2 separate regions of the Ovis aries genome follow, and region 2 is linked to region 1. A link is a contact called in public Hi-C data. All regions are on one chromosome and are shown on one strand. Each heading gives the region's core, a stretch centred on a gene start, on an enhancer-like site or on the middle of the called end of the contact. The rest is flanking DNA. Distances are from core to core; before and after follow the strand shown.

Evidence for each region. Hi-C and Micro-C count contacts between places; a contact is called where the count stands out from the background.
Region 2: a Hi-C map of liver shows a contact between it and region 1, with 7 times the contacts expected there. The contact joins two enhancer-like sites. A contact is called at or near these places in 15 of 16 Hi-C or Micro-C datasets (blood, hypothalamus, liver and 7 more).

What each region holds. Positions count from the first base shown.
Region 1 is chr11:49,224,766-49,230,272 of ARS-UI_Ramb_v3.0, forward strand. No RefSeq gene overlaps it. Among named protein-coding and RNA genes, the nearest start is that of PSMD12, 37 kb to the left of the region's middle. Within about 2 kb of position 2,361, at least 18 of the 54 cell types and tissues checked have an H3K27ac peak or open chromatin away from gene starts, as enhancers often do. A contact at or near this core is called in liver, where this site is marked.
Region 2 is chr11:49,419,527-49,425,197 of ARS-UI_Ramb_v3.0, forward strand. All of the region lies in intron 6 of B3GNTL1 (UDP-GlcNAc:betaGal beta-1,3-N-acetylglucosaminyltransferase like 1), which reads left to right. Among named protein-coding and RNA genes, the nearest start is that of B3GNTL1, 69 kb to the left of the region's middle. Within about 2 kb of position 3,370, at least 17 of the 54 cell types and tissues checked have an H3K27ac peak or open chromatin away from gene starts, as enhancers often do. A contact at or near this core is called in liver, where this site is marked.

The DNA of each region.
Region 1 (5,507 bases), core at 1,111-3,610:
ACTTGGGGGGTCCCTCCACAGGGACATTGTGTGTTGGGGGAGACAGAGCAAACTCAGGCCTGGTTCCCTGGCACCTCTTCTCCTCCAGGCCTCATCCTGGGCCTGCTGAGTCCTGTCCCAGCCAAGAATCCCCCACCCTTGAAGCTATCCGAGTTCCTGTTAGTAAGTTGCATTTGCATCCTCACCTGGCCAAGGGCTGTAACTCTTCACTCTGGCTTTGTTATACTGAGTTGAAGTCGGTTTCTTCCCACATTTGCCAGAGTCTTGAATAAAGTCTCTTGCACTTTCTAACAAGTGTCCAGTGAATAATTTGTCCTTAACAAGGGTTGCGAGAGGGCAACCGTGAGTGTCTAGTGGGGGCCTGGCGGGAGTGAGAGTCGTGTTCACAGTTGTGTATATTCCCTTGTGTAGCCAAAGAAGTGGTGGGACAGGTGAGGGTTAGCCTCAAGGCATGAACCCCAAAGTTGGGCACCATATTGGAACACTGGGGGATGCCAGAAGTGGCACTAGTTGAATAGGCACTACTGGAAGAGCAAGAGGCCTGCTTGGACAGGAGGAGCAGCATCTCAGACAGGGTAGCTGGTGGGGTGACACTGGGGTCCCTTGGGTAGCACCACCGACTCCAGTTCCCAGAGGGGCTGCAGGAGGACAGCGTTCACAGCCTGTCTCCCCTCTGCCCCTCCCTTCTTCCTGGTTCTTCCCTTTCACTCTCATAACAGGGAAACCATGTTTTGCATCCTTTGCCAGGATCATTTGGAGTCAGGTGCCTGACTTTAACAGAGAAGGCAATGGCACCCCACTCCAGTACTCTTGCCTGGAAAATCCCATGGATGGAGGAGCCTGGTGGGCTGCAGTCCATGGGGTCGCGAAGAGTCGGACACAACTGAGCGACTTCATTTTCACTTTTTGCTTTCATGCATGGAGAAGGAAATGGCAACCCACTCCAGTGCTCTTGCCTGGAGAATCCCAGGGATGGGGGAGCCTGGTGGGCTGCCGTCTATGGGGTCAACAGAGTTGGACACAACTGAAGCTACTTAGCAGCAGTAGCAGCAGCAGCCTGACTTTAAAGGTGATGCAGGAAACGTGCTTCGTGTCACTCAGAAAGTCACCAACACATGCTCCTTCCCAGTGATGAGGCCTCAAGTGTTTCCCCCTGGGTTTCTGGACCTTGTAGGCAAAGCTGGGTCTCCACCTGTCTGACCTCTGATGTATTTCTGAGGCCCAGAGACCCAGGGAGAGTGTGATGGTCTGAAGCATGTGTCTGGTTAACCCCTCGTTAACATGTCTGAAATGCAGTGTCTTAGAGCCGCCCGCACCAGCCATCACAGGCATCCACCTGGCCCACCTGGCTCTGACCTGCCTGTGCCTGGGGTGGGCTTTCCTCCTGGAGTCAGCTCTGGACATTGCTGGACGGATGGAGCACCCGGGCCTCATCCCTGTTCTCCTCCCCTGTCCAGCCCCTCCCCAGGGTGTGAAATCTGGTATTTTTCAACTCCAAGCAGCAATCCAGGTAAGGCAAAAAACCGTTCTCTGGAGCTGGGTAGAGAAACTAGATGGGTGAAGTAATGAGTTGAAATGGACTTGACTAAGTGCCAAGTTGTAGCTGAGTGTCCTGGAGACTGGAGATCTGGTTCAATTAAGCTTTAATGTATTTTTTGAGGTGAACTGTTAACACTGTTGTATTTAGTTAAGAGTCAGCTTTTACAAAGAATGACACCAGGCTCCTGAATAACAAAGGAGCAAGACCCGGGAACGCCCCCAGTGTGAGTGTGTTGGGGGCGGGGGGCAGGGCGGGGCTGCTGTCACCTGGGTGTGGAGGAGCTGTGGCTGAGCAGAGGCAGCGGGAATGCAGAAGCCCAGAGGCAGAGAGATTGTGCATCTTGGTGAAAAGGCAATGCGCTATCTGGAGTGGAGTTCGAGGTACACACTCAAGCCACACAAAACTTGCAGCAGTTTCCTCCAAATATTCTTTCGCACCCTCTGCCGCCTGTTCTCTGACTTGGGGTGTCCTGCCAAGGGTCACCTCTTGGACTAGAGATCAGGCCATGTCCTTGGAGCTCTGGATGCGTCCAGGAATCAGCTGACCCATTCCATAGGAGCCTATGTCCTTACCTGAACCCTGCTTTATCAAGGAGATGCCTCAGCTCTGAGGCCTGCAGAGGATTGGGGCAGGAGCAGGGTTGGGAGGTTTAGCCAGTTACCGTGGCTCAGCGTCCAGCCCTCCTGCGCTCGCCCATTTCCAAGAGGAAGTCTGGGAACGGAGCCCAGCTCCTGGCGCCAAAGCTTTGCTTCTGCCCTTCCTGACTTGAGAAATTGGGGGCCAGGTCCCTGGCCTTGCCAGCCTACACCCCTACTCACTGTCTTGAACCTGCTGGGGGGCTCCGGGAATCTGGGCCAATGCCCAGGGCTTGTGCCAGGCGCACACCAAGGCTCCTCGTGGCCAGCAGGTGGCGATGCAGGAGCGCTGGAAGGGCAGCGGGCTGGGCTTCCTCCCCGTGGAACCCCCCCCCCCCACTCCCTGCAGCCTTTGCTGCAGCCCCAGGTGGTTGCTGAGGCTCCTCTGCTGGCTAGGGAGTGTGCACTCAGGGTGAGTGGTCAGGCTGCAGTGCTGGGAGGGCTGGGTGAACCAACGCAGAGGCCAGAGCTCTGGGAAGCCCTCCACCTCGTCCCCGTGTTTTCTGCCCTCCCTGTTTGATGCTTCAGGGGTGGTTCCACTTAAGCAACCTGGGCAGCCCTTGATGCCTGTTTCGTGGGTGAGAGAGTAGAAGCTCAGGTCAGGGGCAGAACCCAGGGTGCACACATGGTGTCCCTGAACGGGCCGAGGCAGAAAGTCAGCATGTTCTTGCCACTTCTGTTCTAAGCCCTGGAGTCTCAGGTCAGCCTGGGGTCCTCAGTCTCCAGCCTGTCCATCAGGCCAAGGGTGTGTGCAGGGCTGGCAGGGTGGGTGTCTTTGAGCATGCAGGGGTGTGAGGTGTGGATGTGTTCCCTGTGAGTGAGTGTCTGGGTGTATCTCACAGTGTGTGTGTGTGTGTGTGTGTGTGTGTGTCTGTGTGTCTGTGTGTCTGTGTATCCGAGTGTGCAAGCAGTTCCTGGGTCCTGTAAGCTTCATCTCTTCCTCGGTCTAAGATACTTAGACAAGTTGTCTCACAAATGCATTGGCAAAATGGGTCCAAACCATTTCCTCTGCTCAAAGGGAGCACCCAGTGTCTGCAGGTGGAGATGTCCCCACCCTTCACATGACTTCACTCGACCCTGTCCCCGCTCACCCTGGAGGTGCCCCCGGGATGGTGACCATTCTAGGAAGGAGATGCTCAGTGAAACTCATCAACTCCCCGTTGCTTCTAGGAAACAGTAGTAACTCTCCTCATATTCAGCAAGTCCAAGTTGCCTCTGCTTGGAGGTCATGCGGCCAGGCTTCCTGGTGCCAGCGGGTGACTCAGCTCGAGAAGGCACCCCACCCACCCACAGCCCTCAGAGGCTGGCCACATCCCGCCTCCACAGGCCCAGCACGCGGGTTCTGTTCCCTGGCTGCGTCACCCAACCTCCTGGGGAACATCTCACCTCCCACTACCCTATCCTGGGGATACATGGGGTGTGTCTTAATCAATAGCTGATTAAGACAAGCTGGGCACTGGTAGCAGCTAACTAAAGGAGCTGAGCAACTTAAGAAGTAACAGCCATCAGACACGCCAATGGTTCTGGCAGGTCGAAGGATGAGAGAGGAGGGCTGGAGGGCTGCAGAGCCGGGACTTGGGGGCCATGGGGCCCGGCCAGCTGCTGGCCTCTCCTGGGATTTATAATGTCGGTTGGCACCCCTGCAAACCTGTGTGGGAGCAGGAATGCTGAGTCACAGGCCCTTGGTCAGCTTGTAGAGACATTTTAACACGTGCAACATGAAAGATCCTGCTAAGAGAGAGGACCCTGGGTGTGTGCATTTTGACAGAAAGAGGCTCAGTGGGGACAAAGGGCCATGAGTTGAAACCTGAGCGGGCCCACAGGTCCCACTAGTGTGCCTATAAAGTGAAAGTCTGGAGGTGCTCCCAAGAGTGCCCTATCTGTGCCCAGTTAGACTGCCCTGAATGTCCCCGTGGGCAACGAGCAGGTCCCCGGGCTTGAGTGCCCTGTGGACCTGCTGTGGGGCTGTCTTTCCAGACAGTGAAACTTACCTGCTCTCAGGGCAGGGCTGAGCCCCAACCTACCTGTTCTGATCATCCCAGGTGAGGGTCCAGAGCTCCTGCAGGCAGTGTGTGAGTGGTGTGTGAGGCCTTGCCCAGAGCACCCACCCTTGGTCCAGACCCTTGTCACTCAGATGTCCAGTTGCCCAGGCCCCTGCCCACACCCTCCCAGGAGGACTCTCAACAATGGTTCTTGGCTGCCTGTCCTGTGTTCCAGCTCAGCTTAGATGTGCTCCAACCAGGTGGCACAGAGCAGGCTGCTCTCCAGGGAATGCAGGAAGGGGTGTCTGAGCCCAGAGTATAAACCCTCCTCTGTATAGACGAGAAAACTGGTGTGGTGCTCTGCATTCCTCGGATTTAGGAAGCCTCCTGTGATCCTGGTTGCCCCAGTTGTCCCCTTCTGGCCTCTAGAAAGATCTCCCATACCCCCACTCCACCCCCTGCCCTTGTTGTTGTTTAGTCACTAAGTCGTGTCCTACTGTTTTGTGACCCCATGGACTGTAGCCTCGGAGAAGGCAATGGCACCCCACTCCAGTACTCTTGCCTGGAAAATCCCATGGGCGGAGGAGCCTGGTGGGCTGCAGTCCATGGGGTCGCGAAGAGTCAGGCACGACTGAGCAACTTCACTTTCACTTTTCACTTTCATGCATTGGAGAAGGAAATGGCAACCCACTCCAGTGTTCTTGCCTGGAGAATCCCAGGCATGGGGGAGCCTGGTGGGCTGCTGTCTGTGGGGTCGCACAGAGTCGGACACGACTGAAGCGACTTAGCAGCAGCAGCAGCTGGACTGTAGCCTGCCAGGCTCCTCTGTCCATGGGATTTCCTGGGCAAGAATATTTTAGAGTGGGTTGCCATTTCCTTCTCCAGGAGACCTTCCTGACCCAGGGATCGATGTCTCTGGGTCATCGATATCCGTTAGCAGGACAGGTCCACTAGCATTAGCAGGTGGATTCTTTACCACTGAACCACCAGGGAAGCCCCTCTGCCCTACTTCCAGCCAAAGTCCACTCAGGAGCCCCAAAGGGATGCTCAGCACCAATACCATCTCCATCAGACTAACAGAAGTCAGAAGTCGGTGCTGATGGCTTGGCCTCTCTTGCAGAAAGATGGGTGGGTGTACTGGTGAGAAGCGAACCCTCTGGTTTCCATTCAAAGCCGTTTGGTCCACATGAACTCAGCAGGAACTGGCTGCATTCTTGTTCACAGCACAGAGCGAGATGCCCCAGGGCGCTCTGCAGACTTCACCTCCAGAGAGTCCATCCCCCTGCCCTGGTAGCAGTTGAAGCCCCCACACCCAGGCTGCTCTGGCTTTGAGGGTCCCTGGTAGGTTCT
Region 2 (5,671 bases), core at 2,120-4,619, 200 kb after region 1:
TTATTAAATCCAGAAGCCATAGGTTTTGGATTTCACATCAAAGTTTATTCTTGTTGCTATGTGGGTGTTAAAAAGTCAGAATACTGGAAAATTTGTTATCTGTCTAAAGATAGTCTTCCAACAAATTAGAATTTAGAAATAAGGATAATAAACCACAGGAATCTGGAAATGAGTCATATAAACTTTGCTCTTTTTCTCTAAGAATTCATATCACTTCCTGGTAAGATATAGCTAATGAGGTCTATAAATTTCATTAAATGCTTCATTTTCTTTAACTCAAGAGTTTCTCCTTTCTAAATAAAAACTGAGCTCATTGTAAGTCTATCATCTTTGCTTTTGTATGTTTTAAGCGCCGAAAGCGTTAAGAAGTGTCCATCCGAACCTATACCTTTTCACGTGCATTTCTTGAGAGCCAAGGGTGGACTCATTCAGGACAAAGTATGGCCAGGAGCTTAGGGGATGTTTCAGTTTGTGCTGTATACTCCCTGAGGCACACTGGAATCAATTTTTAGCTTGTATGAGCTGCGTAGAATGTCTTTTTGCAAAATGTACTTTTGATTGGTGGCAAAACGAGGGGAGAGCACAAAAGCAAACTGCCAGGACCCAGAAGAACAGTGTGACCCTGAGCCTTCTTCTGCTTCACAAAGTTCCAAGAAGCTAGGTTATCTAAATCAGAAACTAGATTACTAGATTATAGAGTACACTTGGTGACACATCAGAGCCAGAAGACGCGGTGACAGTGAGAGGCAAAACTGACGAAATGGGATCTGCCGTAAACGTGATGCCCCGGGGAGCCACCATCTGCACTCCCACCTGTGTGCCCACCTCCCCTCACCTGTGTGCCCACCTCCCCTCACCTGTGTGCTCACCTCCCCTCACCGTGCCCACCTCCCCTCACCTGTGTGCCCACCTCCCCCACCTAGGTGCTCACCTCCCCTCACCTGTGTGCCCACCTCCCCTCACCTGTGTGCCCACCTCCCCCACCTAGGTGCTCACCTCCCCTCACCTGTGTGCCCACCTCCCCCACCTAGGTGCCCACCTCCCCTCACCTGTGTGCCCACCTCCCCCACCTAGGTGCCCACCTCCCCTCACCTGTGTGCCCACCTCCCCTCACCTGTGTGCTCACCTCCCCCTCACCTGTGTGCCCACCTCCCCTCACCTGTGTGCCCACCTCCCCTCACCTGTGTGCTCACCTCCCCTCACCTGTGTGCCCACCTCCCCTCACCTGTGTGCCCACCTCCCCCACCTAGGTGCTCACCTCCCCTCACCTAGGTGCTCACCTCCCCCTCACCTGTGTGCCCACCTCCCCTCACCTGTGTGCCCACCTCCCCTCACCTGTGTGCCCACCTCCCCCACCTAGGTGCTCACCTCCCCTCACCTAGGTGCTCACCTCCCCCTCACCTGTGTGCCCACCTCCCCTCACCTGTGTGCCCACCTCCCCTCACCTGTGTGCCCACCTCCCCTCACCTGTGTGCCCACCTCCCCCACCTAGGTGCTCACCTCCCCTCACCTAGGTGCTCACCTCCCCCTCACCTGTGTGCCCACCTCCCCTCACCTGTGTGCCCACCTCCCCTCACCTGTGTGCTCACCTCCCCCACCTAGGTGCTCACCTCCCCTCACCTGTGTGCCCACCTCCCCCACCTAGGTGCTCACCTCCCCTCACCTGTGTGCTCACCTCCCCTCACCTGTGTGCTCACCTCCCCCTTAACCTGTGTGCTCACCTCCCCTCACCTAGGTGCTCACCTCCCCCTTACCTGTGTGCTCACCTCCCCTCACCTAGGTGCTCATCTCCCCCTTAACCTGTGTGCTCACCTCCCCTCACCTGTGTGCTCACCTCCCCTCACCTAGATGCTCACCTCCCACACACCTGTGTGCTCACCTCCCCCTTAACCTGTGTGCTCACCTCCCCCTTACCTGTGTGCTCACCTCCCCCTCACCTGTGTGCTCATCTCCCCCTTAACCTGTGTGCTCACCTCCCCCTTAACCTGTGTGCTCACCTCCCCCTTAACCTGTGTGCTCACCTCCCGCTCACCTGTGTGCTCACCTCCCCTCACCTGTGTGCTCACCTCCCCCTCACCTGTGTGCTCACCTCCCCTCACCTGTGTGCTCACCTCCCCTCACCTGTGTGCTCACCTCCCGCTCACCTGTGTGCTCACCTCCCGCTCACCTGTGTGCTCACCTCCCCCTTAACCTGTGTGCTCACCTCCCGCTCACCTGTGTGCTTACATCCCGCTCACCTGTGTGTGTTCCTTCGTTGTCCTAATGAACTAAGAGGCTGTTATATTTCTCTTCAGCTGGGACCGTCCCCACCTGCATGCATGACCTGTGTTCACAGCAGGACACCTGCAGTGGCCTCGTGACCAGAAGTCCCTCCCCCGCCAGGGTCCTTCTGCCCCTTGAAAACTTGCCTTTTCTCGCCCAGACATGAGCCAGAGGAGTTCACTGGTCCTCTGGGAACCACGGCCACCGCTGCTGCTTTTGTGTAGCAGGGGTTGCTGTTTGGCTCCACTGTGGAGAGGTTTGATCCTCTGGTTGGTTGTGAATCTGCCGTGTTTGGGAACAGACTGTGACTCATACTTGGGTGTCAGAGCAGGGGTGCTGTTTGGCCCTGACTTCCAGCTGCCATCTTCACTTCAGGCGCCACTTGAGTTCAGGAGCTTCCAGTGTCTGCTTGCCGAGTGAACGTCATCCTCGAAGGTCCAAGAAAATCATTGCAATGTGTCCTGAGGTTGCAGGCAAGACCTGTTGTCTCAAACAGGTCTCATCCCGCAGAGGGTGCTGGCCTCATCTGTTCACATAACAGCTTCTGGTCATCTAAGGAAAAACTCTTCTTTCACATACTCACCCCTCCTCAAGTAAAGAGAGCTCTTCCCTGAAGACAAACTTTATGATCCAGGAGGAGGGATGCAATCCCTGGAGAAATACTAAGTAGAGGTGAGGTGAAGAATGTACTTGTAAAAATATCACTGAAAACCAACTAAATGACTTCCCACGTGCTGGAGACAAAGGCCACTCGCTGGGACTCCTGGACAGAGGGCGGTGGGTGGGCCAGGGCCCTCCTTGTGGGTGAGGAGGGCAGAGAGGGTCTAGCCACCTGGCACAGGGGGTGGGAGAACTGAAGGCAGAGCTAGCCACATCTCTTCCTTGGGGGCACGGAGGGATGGAGGCAGGAGAGGGTGGGAGGGGACTGCTTCCCTTCAACCTGTGAGAAGCAGCCAAGACGCAGCTCCACACCCCGCCGGGTGTGCAGCCTCACTGGGCGCCTCATGGGGCGCCTCTGAGCAGTTTGCTGGCGAGGTGCGTTTGTGTTCCCAGGTGGTGTGTGGTCAGCCACGAGGTCTGCAGCTGCTGCTGCTGCCCGTGGGTCAGCTCCCTCCTCGCGGCCCGAGCGCCCTCTGCTGGGGCTTTTGCCCACACAGTGCACAGTCATCTGATAACAATTGCACTTCTGTCACTACGGAACATGGATAGGACAGTCCCAGGGGAAAGGAAAGACCACCACAGCTTGTGTGTGTGTGTGTGTATGTGTGTGTGTGTGTGTGTGTGTGTGTGAGTCATTTAATTGACTAAAGGGATGATCTGGATCAAGCCAGCCCCCGCCCGGGAGCAGGAAGGTGATGGACCAAGTCAAGCCCACCCTGGTACTGGCTAGAATGTGCTGGTGAAACTCCTGGTCCCATGAATATGTGATTTATTCTTAGCCTGGTCTCCTCGTTAAGAAGGACGCCATCTTGGGTGTCAGCTCTGTGTTGAGTGGCTGTCCATGTGCAATTTATTGGAGGTAAAGAATGAAGATAAACTGCTCATTGGAGCCAGATGTAGGCTGGTCTGGAGAATGACAGCAGGCAGGGACCCTTGAAGCAAACAGGGAGATTGTCCTCATAGTTCCTTTGCTATAGCTCCCCGGGGGGCTCAGATCCAGTGGAAAGCCAGCGTATTCTCAGGTGTGTCCAAGGCTTCATGTGAGTTTTAAGGCACAGGCAGGACGCAACCCCTCAGCTGTGGGTGGCAGGAGGCTGCTAGTCTGAAATCATGGGTGGCTGTTGGAAGCGGGAGTGAAAGAAAGCTTGAAAGAAACCATCATGACGAGCCAACTTCTCTTTGAATTTTGAAAATAATTGCCTTGCTCTGATGGGACCAAAAGAAGTGGCCACCGAACTTGTACTTTCTTCGCTCTTTTTTTTAATTTGTCCTGTTTTTATTGTTTTGTTCCCATTCTGCTTTCAGGCAGTGTAGGGTGGTGGCAGTGCCTGTGTCTGTCACAATTTCATGCCTTTTTGTCACTAAATAATATTCCATCATGTATCATATTTTGTGTGTCCATTCATCGTTTTGAGGGCCACTGGGTTATTTCCACCTTTTGGCTCTTGTGGCTAATGCTACTGTGAACGTTGCCTTACGTGTGTGTTTCAGTCCCTGTTCCTGATTCTCTGGGGTGTACACCCAGCAGTAGGATTGCAGGATCATTACATGTTTATCATTTTGAAGAATGGCAGCCGCAGTGTTTTATATTCCCAACAGCAATATAAGAGAGTTCCAGTGTCTCTACATCCTCGCCATTACTTACTGTTTTCTGGTTTCAGTTTTTGTTTGCATTTTTATATTAGCCATTTTCACAGGTATAGGGTGGTATTTCATGGTTCTGATTGGTAGTTCCCTAATGATCAGTGATGTTGAGCATCTCTTTTGTGTGTTTATTGGCCATTTGTGTATCTTCTTTGGGAGAACATGTGCTCAAGTCCAAGTATGCAGGGTCCAGAGTGTTGGCGTCCCTTCTCCTAGCCCTGTTGTGCAAAACCCCACAAATTTCTTTTTTTCCAATAACTGACTCTTGGGGGTCATTATATTTTAGACTACTTGAATCAAATATGTGTCTCTTTAAAAGAAGAAATGTTTAATGATTTAGGGTAAAAAGTCAGGCATCTTCTGGACATTCATTTTAAGGAAGTTTTTTTTTTTTTTTAAATCTGGTTTCTCTTGTTTGTTTTTAATTCTACTTTTGATTTAAAAAAAATCCTTGGGAATTCATCATAAAATTGCTTAAGAATTGCACTTGATTTCCATGGGTCTTGATTGGAGAAGGAAGAGAGGAAGCCAAGAGCTAGGAGGCCGCCTGCTGGCCCTGCTGGAGCACCGATGGGCAATGGGTCTGAGTCCCCAGCACGGTGACCGTCTCCACACGGGGTGCCAGGACTGAGTCAGATGACCTTCAGCAGGACGACAGGCACAGCCAGGCCACAGTGGGGAGGTCCGCAGCCCTTTCCGTTGGAGCCGTGATTGGAGCCAAAATGCCCCCAGGTGTGGTTCAGGTCATTCAGGGTGAGATGTTTCCTGGAGGAGATGCCAGTTCACCAAAACGGGAGAAAGAGGTGAAAAGGTGAGAAAGAAAGAGATAAGAGGTGAGAGTGAGGAGCGGCAAGTGCAGCCCCGAGAAATGGCCAGCCCCTCCCCAACAACGCTCAGTAGGAGGCATGAAGGTCGAGAGGTGCCCCGGGAGTGGCAGGTGGGGACGGAGTCCTCTCACTTTGTTCTTTGTAGATCGAGAGAAACATTACGAAATGCTTTGGAAACTGTTCTGTCTTGTTCAAATAGGATTGGGGCAGGCGGGGGTTGATAAGACGGAGAAAGTAAGAAGCTTTAAGAAATGTCTGGGAAGGAGCAACCCCCCCAA